Regions from separate parts of the Mus musculus genome. Here all the other regions are linked to region 2. The links are chromatin contacts, called in public Hi-C and targeted proximity ligation maps. All regions are on one chromosome and are shown on one strand. The core of a region is the stretch at or near the end of the contact, and the rest is flanking DNA. Distances in the headings are between cores, read along the strand shown. Region 1 has its middle 150 kb from the start of Gm815. Region 2 has its middle 19 kb from the start of Gm35554. Region 3 has its middle 92 kb from the start of Gm815.

Evidence for each region. A called contact is a pair of places that touch in the nucleus more often than the background predicts.
Region 1: a targeted proximity ligation map of pancreatic cancer cells shows a contact between it and region 2. A contact is called at or near these places in 2 of 130 datasets of targeted methods (cardiomyocytes and pancreatic cancer cells).
Region 3: a Hi-C map of uterus shows a contact between it and region 2, with 2.0 times the contacts expected there. A contact is called at or near these places in 2 of 484 Hi-C or Micro-C datasets (both in uterus) and 3 of 130 datasets of targeted methods (the NIH/3T3 cell line, differentiating embryonic stem cells and embryonic midbrain).

The regions. Positions count from the first base shown.
Region 1 is chr19:27,029,351-27,033,249 of GRCm38.p6, reverse strand. No RefSeq gene overlaps it. Among named protein-coding and RNA genes, the nearest start is that of Gm815, 150 kb to the right of the region's middle.
Region 2 is chr19:27,362,155-27,366,291 of GRCm38.p6, reverse strand. It overlaps the pseudogene Gm50113. Among named protein-coding and RNA genes, the nearest start is that of Gm35554, 19 kb to the right of the region's middle.
Region 3 is chr19:26,976,341-26,980,283 of GRCm38.p6, reverse strand. No RefSeq gene overlaps it. Among named protein-coding and RNA genes, the nearest start is that of Gm815, 92 kb to the right of the region's middle.

The DNA of each region.
Region 1 (3,899 bases), core at 505-3,004, 330 kb after region 2:
TGCAAGCGCCCAAGGACAGCAAACTTGGCGCTCTTGATTTTGAGTCTCATCTGCCTAAAGCAGGGATTGCTGGAAACTGGTTTTCCTGTGCTTCTTCCAGAAAGTGATCCTCCTTCTGTGTCCTGTATATCTTCTGTGTATGCTCAGATCCTTATACACCTTGCCTTCTGCTGGTGGCTCCAGGTGTATTTTTTCCTCTTTGTGGCATGGATGCCACAGCCTTACTGTGTAGGAATAAATCCAAACTCCCCCACTTAAAGATGTGATTCAATGGGAGATTAGCACCCGTGGCTCAGTTGGTACACATTGAAGATGGAACCTAACCACCTTTCCTCCAAAACTTCCAACATCATACACTTCCAGTTTAATCAGCTTGCATCACTAACTGCCTCCGGGCTGACCTCCTGTGGTCACTGTGCATACAGTCTCAAGTGTGTGATCCCACAAGCATGCCCACGTGGTACTCAGGACTCCGTCTGCATCTTGGTTTATGCACTCCGTGAGCAGTTATTAGACTGTGACCTTGGCCCTTTTCTGTACACTTGTTGTGCTTCAATAAAGCACTTAAAATTGTTTGTTGGTTAAGTTGAACCCATGGAGCCAGAGGCAGCTCTTGTATCTTTTTCTTTCTCTATAGGTTAAAGTGTTACTGGGAGCCAGCCAGAGAGGACCACTCAGACACAGTTTGTAGCCAAATGAAAGTCTTTATTTCAGTCAGCTGGGACAAGCTTCTGGTGTTTGTGATCTAAGTGTAGTCCTGGAGGACTTAAAGCAAGGAGCTTTTCAAGGTTAAAAGCCACATCCTGGTGTTTCACTCTGACTCTGCAGGTAGGAGAATGTGTGCATATGTGTGTAAGCAAGCAGTTTAACAGAAGCTGTTAGCTAGGACATCTTGACCTCAGATTCCTAGAATAGAACTGGATAATTTTTCTATGGGATTCTTCATCAAGGAGATCAAATTCTAGATAAACTTGAAATAGTCTCAGCAAAAAGACAAGATTGAGGAAACTGTACGGTTTGCCCTGTCACAAAATGAGTATTCATTTAGCATCACACACACACACACACACACACACACACAGTGTGTGTGTGTGTGTGTGTGTGTGCAATTTATTTTATAATTACATAAAATTTATAATTTGTAATTATCTATAAATATAATTATATAGAATTAATATTATTCATATTAGAAATAAATATATAGTAGAAATAAAAATAAAATTGAAAGGCATTCCTGTTCGTAGTACTCGGATTGTCATGGTTGATATTTAGTGTGTGATATTTATTTTCTTTTCATTTTTTACCAAGAAAAGAAAAGAAAGAATTTGTTCATGTTTTATAACCTTTTCCAATGTGGCCTACTTGTAGTCCTAACATTCTATTTGTAAAGGGGTCCTTGTATTTCATGGAAGGGAACTGCACAATTATTTTACCAGCCTCTATCGGGAAAGATATACACAGCTCTAGTATTTAGCAATGCCGCTGTGACGAGCTTTGCTGCTAAATCATTGCATCTCAGAGGAGCTCCACTCAACTTAAATTTCCATTTTTCACAGCACTCCTCCAGGTCTTGTTTGAATTTCCTGGTCTTTGAGGGAATTCAGAATTGCTTTATTATACACTACATCCTCTGAACGATTCCTATGAAAGAGGTGCACGTCACTGGAACAAATTGTGAGCCCTTTACGCAGATAGGATAGGAGGAAGCAAGGGCGCCATTGGCTGAAGTGGGTTGGCATGGGAAACCCCCTTTCAGTCACAGATCTGCTGGGCACCCAGGCTACTCAGAAGCCCTGTTGTGACTCACAGTGCTATTTCCTTCTTGAGTGTTATTTGCTATGTTTCTTTGGTGCTAATGACTGCAAATTGCTAATGGCTGTGAAAAGCTAATTGTTTTGCAAGGTGTTTCTGTCCTGATTATCAGGGGAGCACACAGTCACAGTTAAGCAGAGATTCATTAGCGCCTCTGACATAGCGCTCTTGGGGGATCTTCCTCTCGGGCTGGCAAAGAACCAAGCCTCTCTACTGACCCAGAACCAGGAGGACTGTGCCTGCCAGACAGCAAATCAAAGCAAAGGAAAGGGGTTTAGGGAGCATGTCCTAGGAGTAAACAGAGGAAGCAGGATACAGTGTGCTGTGCTTCCAAGACCTGAGCAACAGAAAGTCTTCTCTTTGCAGGAAAGTCTCCTAAAATGATACCATGTACTAAATAAACCAATCTGGACACCATGAAGGTCCTCTATGGCCATTTCTCTTCTGAGGAGAATACTGAGACTCAAAAGAATGACTTCCACCAAACTATTTTACTCCAGAGATTAGTGTCTAAATTGGTTTGTTTGATTTTGTTGTTGAAATGGAGTCTCACTATTTCGCTCAGGTAGACCACTAACTCACCATGTAGCTCAGGCTGGACCAGTTTGCTGATGGTGGAATTACTGGTATGCATCACCATTTAAGGGCTAGAGACTGGACTCTTAATCACTATAGAGTAACACTTCCTAGAAACTCATGGGCTAGCCTGGGTCTCTCTCTCTCTCTCTCTCTCTCTCTCTCTCTCTGTCTGTGTGTGTGTGTGTGTGTGTGTGTGTGTGTGTGTGTGTGTGTGTGTGTTTCATTATAGCCCATGGTTAAAAAAGTTGGGCTGGTCAAAGAGCAAAGAAACAACTCCACACCAGATGCACTAGATAATGAAGATTCCCTTCTGCTGCATTCCTGTCTGGAAGGCACAATGTCTCCACTACTTCCACTGAAGTCCTGTGTTCTAGAAAACCTGGGTAAAAACAAGCACGAGCTTACTTGTCATTGCTCTGTCCTTTGACTTGAGTTCAGCCATGGGTTTGACAGCGAAAGTGAGGGGCGGTAATGCTTCTGGAACCTCCCCTACTAGAAATGGTGCTGCAGTATTTGCATGGGCTCACTAGAACCATGCAGCTGGAGAGAAAGCACTGTTGGGCATTACTCTCTCCTGCCTGGAAAAATTATTATCTCTGTCTCTCCACCTTCCCTAAACTTCAGTGGCTAGTCTCACCTAGCCCCTGCCAAACATCCCTGGTCACCTGCCTGTAGTGGAGGCCCTAGCTCTCTCCACCCCAGACCTTACATGGCTTTTGCATTCTTGTTCCTCCAAAGAATGGTAGAAAACCCCTCTTTCCTTCCTTGTGTCTGCCTTTTCCTCCTGGGACCTGGAAGTCCTGCCTTTACCTTCTGCCCAGCAATTGGCCACCGAGCTTTTTTTTTTTTTTTTTTAACTGACAAATCAAGAACCAATTGGGGGGACAGGATGTTGGTATCAGAATCTCCCCTTACACAGACCTTCCTCCCCAGACCCCAATGTCTTAAAGGCATCTCTCTGCTTCTGTCTTCCTTTCCTAGACACTCTATTCACTGTTTCCTACTCATAATTTCACTTGCAAAATTATATTTCTAATTCTTATAATATTTCAAAAAAAATAATAGAATTGACAGCAATTGAAATTAGTGGAGACAATATGCCTGGTGCCTGAGATTTCCAGGAGGCATTAGCTGGAGGTCATCGCACACATTCTTTGAGAAAACAAAGCAGAGGGACCCAGGCATTGGGAGGGCAGCCTGCTAATGCTGGATAGAAAGAACAACTTTGAAAAGCCCAACACCACCATTTACAGTTAAAGGACAAGCTGCCTAGGCAACCAGAGACTGGGGTGGGCATGGGGGGGGGAATGAAGAACTGGACTCACCTGCCATCCCATCATCCTTTCTCCTGCCTCATTAGCTTAACAGAGATAGCAGGTGACTTTATTGGCTTGGCTATTAACGGGGCAAAGAACTGGCATTAAAGTTAATGTTAAACTCTCAACCAACTCAATTGATTCAATAATGAGATCTGGTGTGAGAAAAATGAAGTAAGGACAGAAGAGTCC
Region 2 (4,137 bases), core at 947-3,446:
ATAGAGAGCTTTAGTGACTTGTGCTGGACTCTGCGTCACTCTGTGCATGGTCACAGCTGTGTGCACCTGAGAAGCGACATCATCAACGTGGGACATGTTGGCATGCTCCTTAGTTTTCTGTCCTTTACTCTGGCCTGTTCAGCCTTGGAGTTCATCTCTGCCCTCTTGGCTGACTTCTCCTGCTGTCTTACTATGAACTTTAGCAGGACTCAGGTATGGTCCTGGCCAGCTGGGCGGCACAGGAGTGGCCCAGGATGTTACCATTGACATTTTTAAAATTTTATTTATTTATTTTTATTAGATATTTTCTTTATATACATTTCAAATGCTATCCCGAAAGTTCCCTATACTCTCCCTCTGCCCTGCTCCCCTACCCACCCACTCCTGCTTCTTGGCCCTGGCATTCCACTGTATTGGGGCATATAAATTTTGCAATACCAAGGGGCCTCTTTGCAAACCTAGAGAGGAAAAAGCAACCACAAACGATCCATGTAACACATCTCTTCTGCTCTTGGCCACACATACAGGTGTGTCCTTATCCTGGAAATGATTTTCAGCAATACTGTAAGAAGATGGTTTTTCTGGGCAAGTTCAACCTGGTTAGCATTATCAGGGCTCTGTGGATTGCTACAAAATAACAAATGTAAGAATCCTTAGTGTACCTGGTACCAGATGATGGATGGATGGAGCCTGGTTCTAGGTAGTTGGTGGCCAGTGCCATTGCCACAGGCTCTGATAGGCCCAATACTGGCATCTGATGGACACTCTCCCCAGCCAGGGGACCCAAGGAGATCTTTTTAGTGGTTCCTCATCTGATCTTTAATCCTACTTTAAACTTCATTGCTTAGACTCCAAGCCACACACACCCTGTATCCTTCTGCCCTCGGAGACTCATTGTGTGTGGTAGCCGCTACCTGAAAACACGAAGCTTATACTCTTTTTTCAGACAATGCCACTCCTACAACATTAACTCAAATAGCTGTCATGTTCTCTCTCTCTCTCTCTCTCTCTCTCTCTCTCTCTCTCTCTCTCTCTCCCTTTTCAGCCCACACTCACTTTCCCAACTTCCAAATTAAAAAAATAAAATTAAATAAAAATAAAAACAAAACACCTTGCTGGAGTCTTCTCATAATTCTCAATTTTGACTCTGAAATAGCAAAATTAAAACTTACCTACTCTACGAGATTCAAATATACTAAAAATCAAGAAAAGCATTCTAAAAATATCTTTTTTAAAAATCTTATCTAAGGCAGAAATGGTAGTAAAGAGAAGCTAAATTAAAAAAAAATAAATTATCCTATCTTATATAAACAAGTACACACAAAGTAACCCTGGCAGTTGGTGCCCTGCCCAGCAGTTTGAGAAATGAGACAAAAAGAAAACCTTCAGAGGCTTTTCAGCTTTCAGAGCAATCCCTGCTCCAGGGGGACGTGACCTTGGCTGTGTCAGGAAAGTTCCTGGGCTGGCAGCTTTGTAAACTGTGAGTCATAATCCTGTCACCAAACAGAGAGGGTCAATCTTTCAGAGAGGGGGGATGGGGCTGGAGTACCAGGTTCCCAGGGCCCAGTCAGTTACCCAGTATGGCAGTTTACTGATTGGTGTTAAGGTTCAGTCTCTAGTTAAAGAATCACAGTACGTCTGCTGAGTACCGGATGCTGTGGCGATAGCAGTGAACAAGACAAACGGGGTCTCGCCCCTGCATGCTTAACATCTGTTCGTCTTCTCCCTGTAGGGAAACTGCACACGAAGTCAATTTATGATCAGAAAGTTGTGTCGGGACCCTGAAACCAAAAGCAAAATTAAAATGGTGATGCTCTGTGCAGCACTTCGTGAAGTATGCCTGCCCAAGTGCGGGTCCGTGGGGCTAGTCATCTTCTCCTGAACAAATGCTGGAGATGGAAATTAACTTGGGGGTGTTCAGGTTGTTTTTCTTTTTATCCCTTGTATGATACTGGCGCTTGAACAAAGATCTCCTACACCCTGGGCAAATCCTCTGCCGATGAGCTACATCTTTAATCTCTCTCTCTCTCTCTCTCTCTCTCTCTCTCTCTCTCTCTCTCTCTCTCTCTCTCTCTCTCTCACACACACACACACACACACACACACACACACACACACACACCAGGTATGTATGGAGGGGCATGCTTAGAATATTAGCATTCAGGAGGTAGAGGAAGGCAGATCTGACATCAAGGTCCAAACGGTCTAGAAAGTGAGTCAGAGCAGCCAGAGCTGAACAGCGAGGCGCTGTCTCAACAAAACAAAGCAAAGAATAAAACAAATTGAAATGAAACAAAGTTGGTTAGAAGACTGTAAACAATAACCATGAATACTTGCCCCATTCTGATTTCCCGTGGTTAACATCTTATCCCAAATATTTCCAGGTATTTTTCTCTTTTAAAGAAAAATCCTTTTTGTTGTTTTAGTGAAAAAAAATAATGGTTTTTATGGAGAGTGCACGTAACGAAGAGTAGCACAAAGGTCAGGGCTTAAAAATATTTACTCAGAATATGACACCCAGAAATAGTTTACAATTAATATTATTTTAACTCTTATTTATTTATTTATTCATTCATTCATTCATTCATTCATTCATTTAATATAGTCTTAGTTTGGAATACAGACTGGCTTCAAATTTGCTATGTATCCATGCTATTCTTGAATTCAAGATCCTCCTACCTCAGCCTCCCAAATGCTAAGATTACAGGCATGCACCACTACACCCAGCTTGTCCAAACACTTCCTTATAAACACATTCTATTTGAAGCAAGGTAGATTGAATGGCAGTGATTTTGTGTTTTTTTTTTTTAAAAGCATCCTGTTCTATGGGATTGTTTTAGAAGAAAAATAGAAATACAGAAAAAAGGAACAATTGAACTTCAGAATATTATTTTTTTAATCTACAAGAGAAAGATTATTTATGCTTAAAAAGGTAATTGTGAGAAACATTGGCACCGGAGCTTATAAAAGCATTTTGTTAGCATATCTTATGACTTCATTATGACATTTTCACACACATCACACACACAGTGTATTTCTATCACATCCACCATCTTCCCCCTCTCCTACTCCCTCTCACCCCCCTCCTTCAGCGGATTTTATAAGTCGATGTCAGTCGCCTTTATCTTACAGGAATATGGCATTTCAATACGCATTTGTCTTTCTCCTTCTCCAGATCTCTGGTTTTGTTATGCTAGCTTCTGTATGTCTGTGTGTTTACACACGCAGATGCACATACATGTGTTGACTATCACTGTATATTTGCTGTCACAGATTTGACCACTGCATTCTGTCTACAGCCTTCATTCCCATTTCTGTCTAGTATTAGCTTGACACTCACTGAATTTGACTTAGTACTTAGTCTTGTTTTTGTGTGTACGCTCCTGAGTTTTCTTTTGCATTCTTTGTAAATTAGCTGGCTACTGATTTCCGATTACTGGATATTGGCACTGTGCTTGCTGATTCTTTCATTTATTAAAATATACATTTTGAATTTGAAGCACTCCCCCTGGCTCGGTATGATCTCACCAAGTCATACTTTCTTTTCCTTAGAACTTCGTAAGACAGCTTTCTTGTGTTCTAGTATTAAAACTATACAGTAGAGAAGTCTGGAGCCTGGCTAAACGTTCAGCCTCTGCAGGGGCTTTTCTCCTGTCTGCAAGTGAAGCTTTTAATTTTCAGTGGCTAAGTAGGCTATATCCAAAATTTCCTTGCTTCTGGCTTGCCCCATTGAGTTAAAGATGACCTTATATATTTCCGTGTTTTGTACATTTTCTGCTATCTCTCTCTATATGGAATTTTCCAGTTTCCATAAGTACCACTTATGGGACTGTTGGATTACCTTTATGTCATTAGTTTCTCTCTCAATGATGTAGTAACTGTCCATCCCCATGGAGATTAGCCTTGTCTTCCTCTTGTTTTTAGTGTTGTCTGCTTGCTTCTTTTCTACATCATTATGTCTATAGTTGGTTTGGCTCCCACTGTGTTTATGGTCTTATTCCCTACCCTGTAATCTATCTTTTAGTTCTGTTTATCTAATCAATAGAGCCCCATTTGGAGCCCCTTCTATAGGAATAACTGTTCTGCCCTCCTATTCTACAGGCAGGATAACTGTGTGGCACTACTCTGTTATATTGC
Region 3 (3,943 bases), core at 469-2,968, 390 kb after region 2:
TGTGTTTGGTGTTTCTTATTGAACTGGGCTGCTGGTATCCTGACAATGAATTGTGGAACTGCCCTGATGAATTACTTCTAACATGTTCACAAAACCCTTTTCCTATTAACCTTCTTTTCCCCCTACTTCTGGTCAGTGGGTTAGAAGAGAGGTTCAAGCATTCAAGAATCCTAAATACAGTAGGTTTTGGGAAAAAAAAAAAAAACTAAGCCTAAAAGGATCTTATTAGATCCTGTTGGTTCCCCACCAATATCTAGTTTCCTCTTCTTCTGAAAATGAGAATTTATTTTACTCAGAATTGCGCTGCACTCTCCTTGAAACTTGGATGTCCCACTCTCCCTTGAGGTATTTTCACTAAGTTCTAGCCAATGTTATGGAAGTGATTGTAGTGGGGTGGAGCAAGACCCAACTCTTAAATGGGAAACCGTACAGCAGGCTTACTTCCCCTCCTCTGTCCTTCTGTTTGCTTCTCAGAATGAGCCATAGCTGAGAAGATTCTGTAACCATTTTTATACAGTAAGTGAACTTAGGGTTTGAAGGGGTCACTCCATAAGGAAGGTAGCATGTAAGAATATATCCAACTCCCAAAGACAGGGCATTGCCATGGTAACTTTGGGCTTGCTTCTGGGAAACAACTTTTATAACCAGGAAGAGAAATGAAATAAAGTTCTGTGTATGCTGTTTTTCTGTTAATGAGTCACTCTTCCTAGACTTGAAGATGTGTGATCCTGTGCTAAGTGGGAGCTCCATCCCAGCCCCCCTCCCCCAGGCTTTTCTCCTGTCCTGGAAGAATCTACTTAAGCTCCGTGTCCCTGCTTGATCTTTTTATGCAAGAATAGGATCACTGGGACATCTGCCTCAAAGATGATATTTAGAAACTTCTTAGAATAGTCTCCCGTATATGGTTGTCATGAAGCAAATGTTAGTTTTTGTTATTTTTATTGTTATCAATATTCATGAAAGGAGCAAAGCTGTCCTGACATTGATGTCAACTTGACTTTGGCCTTGCTAAATTAATTGCTCCCTTCAGAAGGGCTTGCATTTCACTCTGATTGTCTCACACACATGAGGGCTCCTCCTGATTGGTCTCAGCGTTTTCCTCTTCTGTGGAGATGCAAGAGATGTGGATACACATCCCTTGGCTTCTGAACAACCTGGTTTCCATTTCCATATAATATTAATATAATATATTGATATATTATGTATTATATATTATATTACATATTACATGTTACATGTTACATATTATATATATATATATATATATATATATATATATATATATATATAGTCCCACTTTGTGTTCAAACTGTAAGTCAGCAGCAACTCTGGGGAGCTGTGTCTTCCTCCATATTAAATAAAGCCCTGCAAACTTTACAGCTCACAGACATACCGCAATCTACACTCCTCAGGAAATAAAACACAACTATCTCTATGTCACAGGGCTAGATGGGGCAGATGTTATCAAGCCCTGTACACACATGTCGCCACTATGCAAACAACAGAAGAGGCCCGCTTCATCAAAGGGTTTAAACCTCAAATGAAAATGAGTCCAGATGCCATCACTGGGCTCCCTGGGTCATGAAAACAGGATTGGCTGAAATTGAAAATGACATGGGAAGGATGAGGTGCCATTTGAGGAAGACACAAAAAACCATGAAGCCCTGAATGCTCTGTGTCCCCACCCACATTGTGTGGCATCTGCTGTTGAGCCATTGTCTTTTGCATCCTTTTGTGCTGGGCCACCTCGGAGATTTCTGGGACAGTACAGGCGTCTAGACCTGCTCTGAATAGGCCATTTGCTGGGCATTTGCGTGTCTAGCAAGGGTGACTGTGTGGGGCTTGCCGACAGGAGGATGGCCACATGCTTGCTGTGGCAGATAATGGGTAACTGGGGTGAGGTCGGGGGCCTCCCATGAAGTTCCCCGGCAGGTGCATGGGTAGAGGAGTCTGGCTTCTGTTCGTTTACAGAAGCGGCCGTTCTGATTTTCCTGGATCTGTTTCTCTGGGCAAGGGAGGAAGAAAATGCAAATGAGTCAAAGGAGAAACAAGTCACCCATGCACAATCGGTGTGAATTTACCACTCTGATTGCAGTCACATCAGCCGCCAGGAGGACTGTCTGTGCTGGCATGGTTCAAAGAGCAGGCTCGTTGGGCACAGGCAGCCAGGGCACCGGCATCACTCTCCGCTCATTTTTGCAAGTCTAAATGGCCTGACTGCTCATCTTGGGTGGGGGATGAAAAAGAATATCTTCCTGAGTTTACAACCCCCAAGGGATCTGCTCTGTGCTCAGGGACTCTGCACATCCTGAAAGAACTGCCCCAGGGCTCTGTTGGATATTGTAGGTCACCAGCAGTGCATGGCTTAATAAAGGGGAGAGGGAGAAAATTTCAAAACAGCTACATTTTTCCTGCCAGACTCGGTGTGCGCCCCTGAGTCCTATGCTTGCTGTCTTCCTGGGGCTTTGGATAATTATTGAATTGCTCTCTGATTTGAACAGATGTTGTCCGAACTGCTTTGCGGGGCTAGCAGAGAGTGGCTGGCTAAACAGCTCTCAGAGGTAGAAGGAGAGGGAACTGTTTCCTTCTCAATGGCCACAGAAGTACAGTAGCTGGGTCTAGCACAGAGTGGGGTGGACAGTTGAGACAGCTTTCTGTAGAGTTTTCAGTGTGCAAATGCTTCAAGGGGAAGACGACCAGGGATATAATGACCAAGCTGTAGTTTCAAAAAAAGAGTAAAGCAAACTGGCTTAAGGACAGTGTAGGAAACACCAAGGGGAGCAGCGTTGCTTTTTATTTTATTTTTTTCTCAAAGACAAAAGCAGGACCCTTTTCGATCTAATGTTAATTAATTCCATATTGAGACAAGCACTTGTGTTTATCCTCGACTGGGTCCTTTCATGTTGGGTCTAACTGTTGTTCAAAACTTGAAAGACTGTGATGCTTTTTGTTTCTAATCCGGGCCTCTATGCTGCACTCAGAGGCATATTTCAGCACACTGTCCCAAGCATAGTGCTGTTATGGTTGTTTATTATATCACCAGCCTCACCAGTGACAATAACGCAGTCCATTCTGGACCAGGATATGTAAATGCCACGGGTAACATGATTGCAACCCCTCTCCTCTTCTGAGCCCAGCTGAGCCATGAAATCCGGCAGCTGCCAGGGAAGGGATTATAGTCTTGCCTTGGGATCTCGTTAGGTGCTTGTATGGTGGTGAGCAGGGCTTCTGCTCTATGTCATAGGATTCCCACATGGCTATCTCTCTACCAGGCAGAGTAATACCTGTGTTCTTCCTGCAATCTCAGGGTGTTAGGAGGATTAATGAGATTATCCTATTGTAAAGAATTTTGACATCAAAAAGTAGACCCTCTCCCGTGAAAGAGGCAAGCTACCCTTGGCCCTCTGAGAAGCCATCACTCTGACTCAAGCCTCCCTGGCCCCTCCCCTGCGGCTGTGTAACCTTGGTGTCCTTCACTCTGGTACTCCGCACACTGTATTGTTGTGGTGTCCTCTGGGTCCCAGAAGATCTTGGAGGTCAGTGTCTAGTGCCCTTTACTCTCCCCAGAGCTGCTTCATCTCTAGGTAATATAGGAGCTTGACAAACCTTTGTTGAGGAAATGACAGAGTGCCAATAACTATTATTATTAGTTATTGTTATTGTTATTATTATTATTGGCAAGGATATATATCAAGTGTATAGATTATACTTGCTCCACAATGCTTGAAACCAGAAGTGTTTCAGATTTTGAAATTTTTCACATTTTGAAATATTTGCTTAGATTTTTATCACCTGCATCCTGAGAAAGCCCAAATCCAAAATGCTATCAAATCTGACACTGCTTGAATATCATACTGGCCATTAAAAGTTTTTCGATTTTCGAGAACTTTGGATTTGGGCTGCCCAGGTGAGGGATGCTTGATCTGGGTCATAAAATATTTCC